Linked DNA regions of Xenopus tropicalis: region 2 is linked to region 1. Evidence: chromatin contacts called from public Hi-C data. All regions are on one chromosome and are shown on one strand. The core of a region is the stretch at or near the end of the contact, and the rest is flanking DNA. Distances in the headings are between cores, read along the strand shown. Region 1 overlaps fam13a (protein FAM13A). Region 2 overlaps fam13a (protein FAM13A).

What was found. Hi-C and Micro-C count contacts between places; a contact is called where the count stands out from the background.
Region 2: a contact with region 1 is called in a Hi-C map of liver, with 2.1 times the contacts expected there. The contact joins two enhancer-like sites. A contact is called at or near these places in 2 of 5 Hi-C or Micro-C datasets (brain and liver).

What each region holds. Positions count from the first base shown.
Region 1 is chr1:78,729,157-78,736,081 of UCB_Xtro_10.0, reverse strand. All of the region lies in intron 4 of fam13a (protein FAM13A), which reads right to left. Among named protein-coding and RNA genes, the nearest start is that of fam13a, 31 kb to the right of the region's middle. Within about 2 kb of position 4,556, at least 1 of the 11 cell types and tissues checked has an H3K27ac peak or open chromatin away from gene starts, as enhancers often do. A contact at or near this core is called in liver, where this site is marked.
Region 2 is chr1:78,778,854-78,785,783 of UCB_Xtro_10.0, reverse strand. All of the region lies in intron 17 of fam13a (protein FAM13A), which reads right to left. Among named protein-coding and RNA genes, the nearest start is that of fam13a, 80 kb to the right of the region's middle. Within about 2 kb of position 4,748, at least 7 of the 11 cell types and tissues checked have an H3K27ac peak or open chromatin away from gene starts, as enhancers often do. A contact at or near this core is called in liver, where this site is marked.

The DNA of each region.
Region 1 (6,925 bases), core at 3,307-5,806:
GGGAAGATGGAGTGATACAACTGCAATTTGCAGTGCTGCAGTGTGACTTAAGTTTATCGGAGCAGAAGTCACGTGACTAAGGGCACCTGGGAAACTAATAATATGTCTAGCTCCATAAAAATATGTTTGCTCTTTTGAAAAACGGATTTTAATGTTGGATTCTGTTGAAAAAGCCCTAAGTGATGCATTTGTCAAATAATTTTTTTTTCCATGACCGAATGCCTTTAATCACTTACAGAAGCAACAACCACCAGAAGGAAAGATACGCGACCAGCATCCAAAATCACATATCTTGTAGGCCCCTTTCGTAATGCCAACAGTAAAACCATATATATTAATATATAAAAAAAAAATTAGGAAAAAAAAATGGGGAGAAGTATATATGAGTATATACACAAATAGATTTTTTACTCCATTGTTTATTTTCACCTTTAAGTGAGGATATATTGTACCATACCCATAGAATAGATTTTTTTACATATTTGCATTAATTAATGATAGGAAACAGACATAAAGGTATTTATCATTACATTAGTACCATTCTGTGGAATATTGCACAGTTATACAGATGTACACAGAATGTCTCAGACCAAGCAAGTTATACCGCAACTCAAGTTGAAATGAATACAAATATGCAAAGCAATAACACCCTATGCACACTATGCAATGCCTTCCTACTATGTCTGTGAAAAAACAAATTATAGAACACAATTTAATAATTTTGTAAATGTTTCCTTTAAAATCAATTATGCTGCATGTACTTGTTATCAGCTGCTTCGAAGGGAACTAAGCTCTATCTCCTGTAGTGGCTTGTCAGGACAGATCAGCGTCTGTTGTTCTGGAAACTCAGTAATGGGAAGAACAACAGCTTCATGCCCCCTGGCTAAGAAAATCAGAAATAAAGCTCTTATAAAGACATTTCATGTGTAGTTTATATCTCATGTTTACTTGGAGTTAGTTGCACGTCAGCATCATTGTGTGCATGTGTCAGAAAGAGAAGGGAAGAAACAGCATTTTTTTTTCTATTTTGAGTCACAGTGGACCCTTTCCCTAGTGGTCTGCTGGTTTAATCTTGCAGGTAAGGACTTATCTGGCCCAGTACAGGTATGGGACCTGTTATCCAAAATGCTCAGGACCTGGGGTTTTCCAGATAAGAGGTCTTTCTGTAATTTGGATCTCCATACCTAAAGTCTAGTAAAAAATAAATAAGAAACTAATTTAAACCCAGTAGGATTGTTCTGCATCCAATAAGGATTACATATATCTTATTTGTGATAAAAGACAAGGTACAGTTTTATTATTTTAGAAAAAAAGGAAATTCTTTTTTAAAAATTGAATTTTTAATTAAAATGGAGTCTGAGAGATTGCCTTCCCATAATTCAGAATCTTCTGGATAATGGGTTGCTAGATAACAAATCCTATAACTGTAAGGCTGATGTCTCACGGAGTGGTTTAGTTGCCTGCGAACAATAGAAGTCGCCGGTGGAAAAGCCCTTTGCATCGTTTTGGTATTCTGAAGTCGTGTAAAGTTTCCTCCTCCCAGCAACTTTGCATCCCTTCGGTTTTCCAAAGTTGTGCGAAGGGCTTTTCACCGCTGACTCCTATTGTTGCCAGTGGATTTCGCCACTCCGTGGGACATCAGCCTAACAGAATTTGTTAGAGGGCTGGTGTTATGTATAGGTGGATAGGTGTCAGGTGACAAAAGGGGTCCCCCTCAGAGAGAAAGGAACACAGTATATATCTAAAGCCTGAGATGAGCAGGCCCGAGTAAATATTATTTCTGGCTGGAGAATGAGAGAATTCAGCTTAGTGAAAATTATTTGTATATTGCTGTTGAAAAAAGATCAAATAAATGTGAAACCTGGTATAACATGTATATTTATTTGTTCCCCACCAAAAGGTGGCAAAGCCGTAAAATAAAATTAAAAAAATATGCAAAGACATATTTATAGATGCACACAAAAACACACGTATGAGTACCGGTATATAAACACAAAAACATACATATATATATATATATATATATATATATATATCCTTGCCAGTAAAGTCTAAGTTTGTTTACAATTAGAAATTATTTTTGGCAAATAAAGAACATGAACATTAATTTGCTTACACAACACATAATGATATCACCCACAGACTGACACTGTACTATTTTGGCTCATACAGAATGTCTGAGCTGCTGTTCACAGTCACACTGTATCAAGTAACCCAGCCACAGGTGGCTGGACTACAACTCACTTTAATAATGTAGCTCTGGTTAATGGTCTGCTGTCTTTTAAATCTTAGTGCTATTCTTAAAAATGTACACTTTTATAGTTCCTAGCTTACTTTTGTGACGGTAAAATATAATGTTCCCAGATCAGTCTCCCTGTGCTGTCCAAATTATGGCAGCTCCAGCTGATACATATACTCAGAAGAAAGGTTCAGTCCACAGAATGACGAATTTCCATAAAACTAATAAAATACCTTTATTTTCCCTTTAAATAGAAAGCAATGTATAATGGCATAATTTATTGTAGACACATCATTCCAGGCATCTTACATTACTTGCCTTTGAGCATAAGACTTTTTTGTCCTGGGTACACTTGAATGCATATTCATTAAATTTTTTATATCATTTTATACAAGAAAAGTGTATAAAGCTGTGGGTTATTTTTGGGCTAAGGTTTTGATTAAAGGTTTTCTGTAAATATTCTGTGCGTTTAATACAATTATGCATGCATTTTTTAAAATAATATACTTCATGTTCCTAGTGAATTCTGTTGTAATGTATGGGAAAAAATTGGTGCATGTCTTGTAATCTTGGGTAGAAACTACAAAATTACCCATCGGCACGATTTGTTAGCCACGCCAAATTCCACGTAAGTCTATTTTACACATTTATGCAGGTCACTTTAAAGTGTTTTGGGTCTTACAGAATATGCCAGTTGTATAGAAATGGCATTTAGGCTGTAAACATGAAAAAAAGCCATCCAATTTAATAACCTGCTGTGTTGGGAAGGGCAAATACATGACTCTGAACACAGTTCTTTAGTGCCCTCTGCTGGAATTTTTTGTAAAGTAAAAGCTGCAATTTCACCATACTTTTACTTACAATGTAGCACTTTCTCCAATAATTCAAGTGTAATTCCAGAACTGAGGGAAAATACACCTGATGTAATTGTGGCCAATGCATCAAAATGTGCCCAGTTGTGCTTGCACTTTGCTGTGAATCAAGCAAGGAGCACTTTTAACGCAACTAACTTTAATGAATGGTATTTTTTGTGCAACTGACTGAGGCAAACTTTTACTTTTATTTACTATGGTTCCTATGGATTGAAGCCTTTAACACAAATACTGTATATATCATTCATATCAGTTCCTATCCTAATTCCCTGGATGAAATCAAACCAACGACTCTAAAAACTACAAGGTAGCAGTAGTACTAACAACTATGTGACCTGACAAAATAAAATTATGATTTCCTTATCCTTATACCTGTATATATTAATGCTGAAGTGTCACATACGTGCCTTCTATGGAGGATTCTGCAATACAGTGAAACACAGTTTATGCATCATAGCATTTTGCTGGTAATGGGAATGTGGTATGTATGTGCAAAGACTGTTATTATAAGGAATACTGTCATGGGAAAATATGTTTTTTTTTTTCAAAAATGCATCAGTTAATAGAGCTTCTCAAGCAGAATCCTGTATTGAATCCATTTTTCAAAAATGCAAACAGATTTTCCACCACTTTATTAGCCTTTCCTTCTCATTTAACATTTTAATTAGTAGAGTAAATCATTTGTTGTGTGAACAGTGTAATTTAGAAATTAAAAGTACACCATAAAAATCATGACAGAATCCCTTTAATGACAAACAGTACTAAAGTTTCAAAGAGGTTATCATGACCAAGTTAGAAAGCAAGCACAACATAGATCAGTTGCACAAAGAGAATAATCAAAGTGAAAAAAAAAATCCATTTGTTACTAAATATTATTGTACAACACTGCGGAATATGTTGGTGCTTTAGAAATATGCAACAATTATAATATAGCAATTGTGGCCAGGTAGCGACTATTTTACAAAAGTTTTTTTCCTAGACTTAGGAACTTTGCCCTCCCATAAAAGATGTAAAATCATAGGTAACACAGTTTCCTCTTTTATGTTGAAAAATCCTAGAAGACGTACTAATACCTTTTTTCAGTTTCTGGTGTGTTCCCATGTTCAGGATGTACACAATGTTCTAGTGTTATCAAAGGCAAGGAGTTTATAAACCCAGGTGTGAATATTAAGTGGCATTCCCCCACTTAAGTATGGCAGGGATTGTAAAATGAAAACAAAGGGAAGTATGGTGGATATATAAATTGAAACCACTTGACTCAAATGTACTTAACAGATACTATAGCCTGCACTTATTTTTGTAAATATAATGTGTTATGTCAAAGATATATTCTTATTAAGCGGTTTGCATTTAAGATTATAAATTGAATTGATATGATACAGGATCTAAAGACGAGGAAACAGTATGCCTTTGTGTATGTGTCTGTTTCTTAGGAAACTATGGTGATGTCAGTTCCTGCTTTAAGGCCTTGAAACAGACCTGCAGTGTCTGACATTCTTTGTAAGTTTGATAAAGATTACATAGCATGCCTAAAACATCACTGGATGTAATATGCTGCCCAATCTCTTATGTGTATTTTCCACTTATATGTGCTCAATACACTTTTTTTGCAACACATTTAGGAGTAGTGTAGAATGCATAAAAGCCAAGAAAAAAAATGTACACGCTGCAAAAGTACACCCAGAAACTAGATAGAATTTTCCCTTCTCTTATATAAAACAGATTGCTTATATAAAATATTCTTTCAGATATATAAACAATCACTTCCCGATAATTTTCAATGAAATAGTCTATTGCGCTAGAATATTTTATTGTTTGCACAGAACAATTTCCTGCAATATTGTGTTACTTGGCACCAGTATTCTCTATACACAAGAGAACCTTCATCTATAGAAACAAATGGTGCTGCTCTACTGAGTTCTGTGGTAAATTCAAGGCAATTTATATGGCAATTAACATTCATATAGTTACATAGGGTTGAAGAGTCCATCAAGTTCAACCCTTCCAAGTAAACCCAGCACACACAAACCTATACTTACCTATCTATACTCTCACGTATATAAACCATATATACAAACATTAACACTATATCACAATAGCCTTGGATACTATGCTTGTTCAAGAACTTATCCAGGCCCCTCTTAAAGGCACTAACAGAATCTACCTTTACAACATCACTAGGAAGGGCAATTCACAACCTCACTGCCCTCACCGTGAAAAATCACCTACGCTGCTTCAAATGGAAATCCCGTTCCTCTAATCTAAAGGGGTGACCTCTGGTGTGCTGATCGTTTTTATGGGAAAAAAGAACACCCCCTATCTGCCTATAATCCCCTCTAATGTACTTGTACAGAGTCTAACCTAAATAGTTTAAATCTTCCATCCCCTTTACCAGTTTAGTTGCACGTCTCTGCACTCTCTCCAGCTCATTAATATCCTTTTTAAGGACCAAAACTGCACTGCATACTCAAGGTGAGGCCTTACCAGAGAGCTATAAAATTATGTTTTCATCCCTTGAGTCAATGCCTTTTTTATACAAGACATTGCTTTATTTTCTTTAGTAGCCACAGAATGACACTGCCTGGAATTAGACAACTTGTTATCTACAAAAACCCCCAGATCCTTCTCCATTAAAGGAGAAGGAAAGGCTAGTAAAGAGTTAATCTCAAAATGCAGGCATACCTTCAGTTGTCTCAATAGTGCCCTTAAGTCTCCCCATATTTCTCCCATTCAGAAGATCTGAAGCCAAACAGTTAGATCAAAGGAGACAATGTTATGACCACTGTTCCCCAAATGCTCACCCACACAAATGTTAGAGATGAGTTCAGTATTATTAGATAATACCAGGTCCAAAAGAGAATCATTCCCATTATTTTTTGAACTGCTTAAAATAAAAAGTTGTCGTTTAGCATATTTACAAACCTACTAGCTTTTTCTGACTTAGCCAACCCATTACTCCAGTCAATGTCCGGATAAATAGTGTCCCCCATAATAACAACTTGACCTAGTTGTGAAGCCTCCTCCATTTGCAATAGTAGCTGGGCCCCATCCTCCTCACTTATACAGGGTGGTTTATATCATACACCATTAAACATTCTTTGTAACCTTTAGCCCTGCTGAAATTTCTACCCCAAGGGATTCCACATTGTCCTTGGTAATTTCTTTAGCACATGGCTTTAAATCTGACTTTACATAAAGACAAACCCCCCCACCCTTTTTAATCCCTCTGTCCCTCCTAAAAAGCATGTAACCATTTAAATTCACAGCCCAGTCACATGTTTAATCCCACCAGGTCTCAGTGATACCAATTAAATCAAAATTTTCAGTACATGCAATAGCTTCCAGCTCCCCTAATTTACCTGACAAGCTCTGTGCATTAGCCAGCATGCAGCGGAGATTACTACTTCTCCCTCTGATATTTACATTAGGTAACAGAGAGTTAGGGCTGTGGCACATGGGGAGATTAGTCGCCCACAACAAATCTCCCTTGTCACGGGCGACTAATCTCCCCAATATGGCATACGCGGCTCCTTATCTGGTAAACTGTATGTCCTCCTTTCTCCTTCCTCATGACCCTTTGCTAATCCCACTGCCCCCTCTACACTAGCTTTCCCATAAAATGCTAGCTCACCCCCCCACCCCTTGTCTAGTTTAAACACTCCTCAAGCCTTTTAACCATTTTCTCCCCTAGCACAGCGGACCCCCTTTCATTGAGGTACAATCTGTCACAGCTATATAGATTGTACCCCAAGGAAAAGTAAGCCCAGTGCTCTAGGAACCCAAACCCTTCCTTCCTACACCAAGACTTTACCCA
Region 2 (6,930 bases), core at 3,499-5,998, 50 kb before region 1:
CTTTGAAGCAGGCAGGCAATGGAAAGATCAAGCCTGTCTGCTATCTAGTTCACAATGCGAGGAGCGAGGGAGGGGAAACTCTTTGAAGCAAACGACAAGCTGAATCCTCCCAGTTTATGACGTAGTCCTTTTGACAGATTGAGAAGTTACAGTCGGGTTGCCAGACAGTCCACATGTCCACAGGACATGCCTGCCTGAAAATCCCATCAGGAATACAGCTAAATGTGGTTTAGGGCTTGCATAGGCCTGAAATCTGATTTACATATTAGTTTGGGTCTAAACAATTGCATCAGCTCGGTATGGCCAAGGCGAAAGAGCGAATGTGCCCAAAGTTACAGAAATGTTGAGAATAGTGAAAAGCTGATCACACGCTCTGATTCTAGTCTTCTTCCAACAAACTTTTGGATACTGGATGTACGTTTAAATGCAATGATCTAAAACTAACATTCAGATTGAACTTGTAGGATAAAGTACTAAAAATAACAACTTAGATGATGTTCTAAACAGCAGTTTAATCAAAAAATATGCAGGTCACACAAGTTTGTATTACACAGAGGTTTATCCAGTAGATGCTAATGCTTGTTTTCATTAGGACACAGACCACAGAAACCACAGGAATGAGAATATGCATAAAATCAACAGTGCTGGGCCAATGATTGTGATAACCACTTTCAATTTAACTGTAAATGTGTATATTATAAGCAAAGCATTACTTTTGAAGGCACACTGTTGCATCAACAATGAGGCTAGATGGTCAGTGACGCAATTTCTTTCTATAAGAAAATGCTATGTTGTTTGGGCCTTAAGGTTGCCATACACGGACCGATTCTAGCTGCCGTTATCGGTCCTTTAGACCGATTCAACAGCTTATCGGCCCATGTATGGGCACAAATGAGGTTTGATTTTACAGTTGGATTGGGGCCTGTTTCAACGAGCCGACTGCGCCTACACCCGCCGTTCTAATTTTAGCTATTAGTGATGTGTGGGTTGACCTGCAACCTGTGAGATCCACAGGCTTACTGCTAGGTCAGATTGATTATGGCTCAAATTTGGGTGACAGTTGTGGGTTCAGGTTGGGTGCAGATGGGGAAGTACATTTTTCCTCTGCTCCCCAAGTTTCCCTGTCTTGGTACCTAAGGTGCGTGTAGAAGCAGTGAACAGAGCAGACCGGTTGGGTGCAGGCCCTACAACAGCAACATTTTGCAGGTTAGGCTTGGGTGCGGGTTGAGTTTTTCCTGACCCGCACAGTACTAATGGCTATTTACCAATGGGAACACACTTAACCCTTTGGGTGGTGGATTTTTTTATTTTTTTTTTGCTATAGCTGAGCCAACAACCAACAACCATAAAATATATTGTTCTGGCACGATAGTACTTCTGTTCAGACACAATGGCACCTCTGTATGCATGTAAGGGCTCTGGCACACGGGGGAGATTAGTCGCCCGCGATTTAACTCCCTGTTCGCGGGCGACTAATCTCCCCGAGTTGCCTACCCCTGCCATCCCACCGGCGAACATGTAAGTCGCCGGCGGGATGGCAGACGCGGCGGGGCGATTTGCGCGAAATCGCGCCGCCGCGTCTGCCATCCCGCCGGCGACTTACATGTTCGCCGGTGGGATGGCAGGGGTAGGCAACTCGGGGAGATTAGTCGCCCGCGAACAGGGAGTTAAATCGCGGGCGACTAATCTCCCCCGTGTGCCAGAGCCCTTAGGGTGAAGACACATGGAGCTACTTAGTAGCAGCTACTTGTCTTGGTGACTAAACGCCAGAAAATACCCTGCAATAGACAATACTGATAATTGCCTTTGCTAAAACACACGTAGAGATGATTACCAGTAAATGATAGTACTTCTGTTCAGACACAATGGCACCTCTGTATGCATGTAAGGGTGAAGACACATGGAGCTACTTAGTAGCAGCTACTTGTCTTGGTGACTAAACGCCAGAAAATACCCTGCAATAGACAATACTGATAATTGCCTTTGCTAAAACACACGTAGAGATGATTACCAGTAAATGATAAGCATTGTCTGTTTTAGTAGCTCTGTGTGTCTTCACCCTATAGGGTTAAACACAGTGCAGATAGCCACTGCACAGCAAATACACTTTGGTTTATACTCAAACAAGGTGTTTTCATCATCACGATTCTCTCAGACAAACAGTCCAGAAGCACTATTTTTTTCAAGTCACACCCATGTGTAATACTGCTAGAGATTTTCAATGACTAGGCAACTTGCAGCCCTCAAGAACTTACTGAGCTACAACCATTGGCTTTAAGTTAAGGATGAAGACGCACATTGCGACTAGTAGCAGCTACTTTTTCACGGCTACTAAATACTCTGCCATAGACAATACTGAGAATTGCTTCTGCTAAAAACACACATAGAGACAATTACCAGTAAATGATCTGCATTATCTATTTTAGTAGCCATGACATGTGTCTTTACCCTTAGCGGCTGCATGTTGCTCATCCCTGCCCTATATAGGGAAATCAATACTATGGGGTAGATTTATCAAAATGTTAGTTTAGAGCTCAATACATAAAAACTCACCCACGTTCTATTTATTTCTACAGGAATTTAAGAAACATTTATCAATGGGGGAATTCTAAATCTCACCCATTGATAAATACTCTTCTAAAAATGTATTTATTTATTTCCTGTTGTTTATGTAGTGCCAACACATTTCCGCAGTGCTTTACAGAGATTATTCATCATTAACATCAGTCCCTGCCCCAGAAGAGCTTACAATCTAAGATCCCCATTACATTCACACATGCTGTGGTCAATTTAGTCAGAAGCCAATAAACCTGCCTTTATGCTTTTTGGAGTGTAGGAGAAAACTGAAGTACCCGGAGGAAACCCACACAGACACGGGGAGAACATACAAACTCCTTGCAGATAGTGTCCTTGCTGGGATTGAACTTCCCCAGTGCTGCAAGGCAAGAATGCTACTCGCTCATAACTCAAATTTTGATCATTCTGCCCCTTAATATTGGGTGTGTGGCAATAGGCTTTAATGGGCCCATAGATAACCTCATAGCTTGGATGAATGAAAAAGCTGTTGGTCAATGACTTAACTAAAATTACACTTCCAATACAATTTATACCATTATATCGGCTACTCAAAATGTTTCAGCAGCTTTTTAGACCTCTTCATAAAATATGTACTAAGTAAAATATACAGGCTGTTAAAAAGAGACCATAAACTTTTTATTTTGATAATTATCACACATGCTTAATTTTGTGGGAGCAGAGGGCTATTTGCCCTTTATTTACACAGAACTGCGGCCCAGACATCTTCATAACAATAATGCAAAAACATTTTTTTTACTTCCCAGACAAGTTTGCAAGGGAGAGTTATGAGACACTTACAGTACATACCTATGAGTTTTGTATTTGTGACTTTGCCCTGATATATCACATTATCTTTGTACTGGCAATAGGATGCAATAAGGAGGCACCTGAGAGAAGATATCACAAATACTGAACTGTAGTACCCTACCCCACAACAGGGCCTTTGCACCTGGCTTTTCTGTTACACAAGTCAGCTAGGGGAAGCATCTAAAATAACTATATACTATCTGATCTTTACTAAGGCTTAAAGAATGTGCCTGGAGCACAATACTTCTACTGTAATCAGAAAAATCAAAATAATATACATATATTTGATTGTTCTCCTGGCAGGCCTAACATCCAATAAAACACCCAGAAGTGACATCTTTTGTTTGTTTGTTATCATTCTCCTATCTCCAGGGATCTGTGCTTAAGCTGCTCTTGCAGCATCAGGTTATCTATGCAGGCCACCCCAAGTACTTATTGTTTTAAATAATTTCATTAAGCAACATCAAGATCTAGGCAGTGACTCATATCATAACAAACATGACCTGTTTAACCAATTAGGGACAAGAACCCTCCCCATGACAATGAGCAGGAGACATGTTTTTCCCAGGCAAAAACACTGCACTGCCTTTATCAACACAACAGCTCGAAGTGCATATAATGGGGTCTATGTAAGGCAGGGCTGCCAAAGCAGTGATCCTGCAGTTGTTGTTTCATAACCTGCTTACAACAGAAGGGGATGCTGGAATGAGCATGGCACAGGATGTAATAAAAACATTTTAAAAACTGTTAAAGCATCACATGTGGCCTATTTTAGGGGTAAATGTTAAAACTACACAATTACATAGGCTGAAATGGAGATACAGGTTATCCATAAAAATGGATATAACAACTCTTATCTCAATGCACAGAACATTAAAGTATGCTAACCCCCTTTCATAACTAACTATGGGAAATATATGACAAATACAAATAAATGACAGCTAATGTATCAAATCTGATGTTCTCATTGTAAGTTGAAATCGCATGTAAAACTGGGGACGAAATGAAAGAAATGGGGGGGGGGGGGAGAAAAGAACATGACGAAATCTGTGTGAAATCCTAAACGGAGCAGCTCACTGTGTACCTTTGAAGCGCCATGAGTTCGCAGGCCATCCCAATGCATCGGCCAGGAAAAGAAGAGCGTGTTCATCCAGCAGCTCAGCCTGCAGTGGCTGCCTTCCGGTGAGTTATGGGATAGCAGATCATGGAATATACCAGAAAAAATCCTGCTGCTGTTCGATGCATGGACTAACTTCTCTGTGTGGCAGCTACTTATCAGTGGAATTGGGGCTGCGTACTGTAGCCTTATCCCCGCCCTCAGTTTGGCACACATGCACTTCGGCGACAGTAGCAAGTCGCTGAAGTCAGCGGTGCAGAGACGCCTACACCCTCCTTCCTGGTAACGTGACAGCACTTCTGCAGGAGACTACCAATCACATGCACTCTTTGCCCAGCCTCATGAATAGCGAGGATCCCAAAAAGGAAATCCTGGGCTGTGTCTGTAATATTCCCAGGGCTCCGTCTCGCACCATTTTTTTTACGTACCCTGGGCTGCATGTTGGGCTAGGGAATGTGGGTTTGTACGCAGTCACGTCTGGCATGCACCACAGCCAGCGCCTTACGTGCCTGTCTGGGAAACGGTGCAGCTCGTCACAACATCTCATTCCGTTTGGGAGAAAAACAAACTGTTGGCAGCCCCCGTAAAAAACAGATGGATACAGGCTGTTAGCTGTGTGGTTACGCTTTCCTGATTCTAAGCAGTAGTCTAGAAGTTACTCTGTAGACCAGGTGTCCCCAACCTTTCTAAGGGCTCTGGCACACAGGGAGATTAGTCACCCGCGACAAACCTCCCTGTTCGCGGGCAACTAATCTTCCCGAAATGCCATCCCACCGGCGAAAATGTAAATCGCCGGTGGGATGGCATACGCAGCGGCGCAATTTCAGTGAATTGCGGAAGTTTCCTCTCAAGGTAACTAACGCGATTTCAATGAAATTGCACCGCCGCGTATGCCATCCCACCGTCAATTTACATTTTCACCAGTGGGATGGCATTTCGGGGAGATTAGTCGCCCGCGAACGGAGATTTGTCGCGGGTGACTAATCTCCCTGTGTGCCAGAGTCCTTAGAAAGGTTGGGGACACCTGGTCTACAGAGTAACTTCTAGACTACTGCTTAGAATCAGGAAAGCGTAACCACACAGCTAACAGCCTGTATCCATCTGTTTTTTACGGGGGCCAGAGCCCTTACTTGTGAGCCACAGTCAAATGTAAAAAGACTTGGAGAGCAATAAACGCATCATAAAAGTTCATGGAGGAGCCAAATAAGGGCTAAGATTGGCTATTAGGCAGCCTCTATGCACACTATCCGCTTACAGGAGGCTTTATTTGGTAGTAAATCTTGTTTTTATTCAACCAAAACTTGCCCCCAAGTCAGGAATTCAAAAATAACTCCCTGGTTTGGGGGCGCTGAGAGCAACATCCAAGGGGTTGGGGAGCAACATGTTGCCCCTGAGCCACTGGTTGGGGATCACTGGTGTAGACATATCTTTTTATTGATATTGTAATTCTTTTCAACCTAGGAACATTTATTAGGGTCACTTTTTTTCTAGCAGGGTTCCCCAAACCATGGGGCAACTTTCCCTGGGCTGGCCAGCAACCTTATTTCAAGTAAAGGAAAATATTGCTCGACAAATGCATGCCCCAATAAAAAAAAAAATAATCATATACCAATCTGATCAGCAAGCAAATTGGATATAGCAATATGCCTAATCCAATCTGTCTAGTTATTTGCAGCCACTGATCTAACCCAGAATGCTCGGAACCAAAGTCTTTTTTTAGGATAAGGGGTCCTTTCATAATTCAGATCACCATACCTTATGTCTACTACAAAATAATTTAGACATTGTATTATCTTCAAAAGGATTGTTTTGACTCCAATACAGATTAATAATATTTTAGGATCAAGTAAAAGGGAATATTTAATTTTTAGAGAGAAAAAAGAAAACATTTTTTCAAGTTTGAATTATTTCATTAAAAGGGTAGGCGAAACATGCACCTGGCTAGGGCTCAACAGTGAGGGGGCACTAGACAGGTATCTCTTTTGCCAACCCCTTGTCCAGAATCTCATTTATTGGCAGTTTTTTAAAAAATAAACTTTTATTAGAGCATAAGTCTAAGCCTAACACATGTTAGGCATGTTCTCATACACTGATGTAATGTCCAAGGAGTTTAAACTTCTTCCCCCATGGATCCCTTGGTACACTAACTGAAACCATTTATTGCTACTACTGCTACCCCAGCGTACATTTAATAAAAAAAAAAAAAAAAGCTTTTGGAGAAAGTGGTTCTAGTACTTTGCAACGTGACAAGAAAACATAAACAGTGGAGTAATAAAGGTCAAATCAATTTCCCAGGGCTTGCTACTTGATTCACTGGCTTTCTTCATCCAGATCCAGCTAGTTCTATTCATTTACTGAGGCTAGGCAACAATAAAACACTAACAGCCAGTAAACAGGATTGGCCTGTGCTAAAGGTGGTCAGACACGGG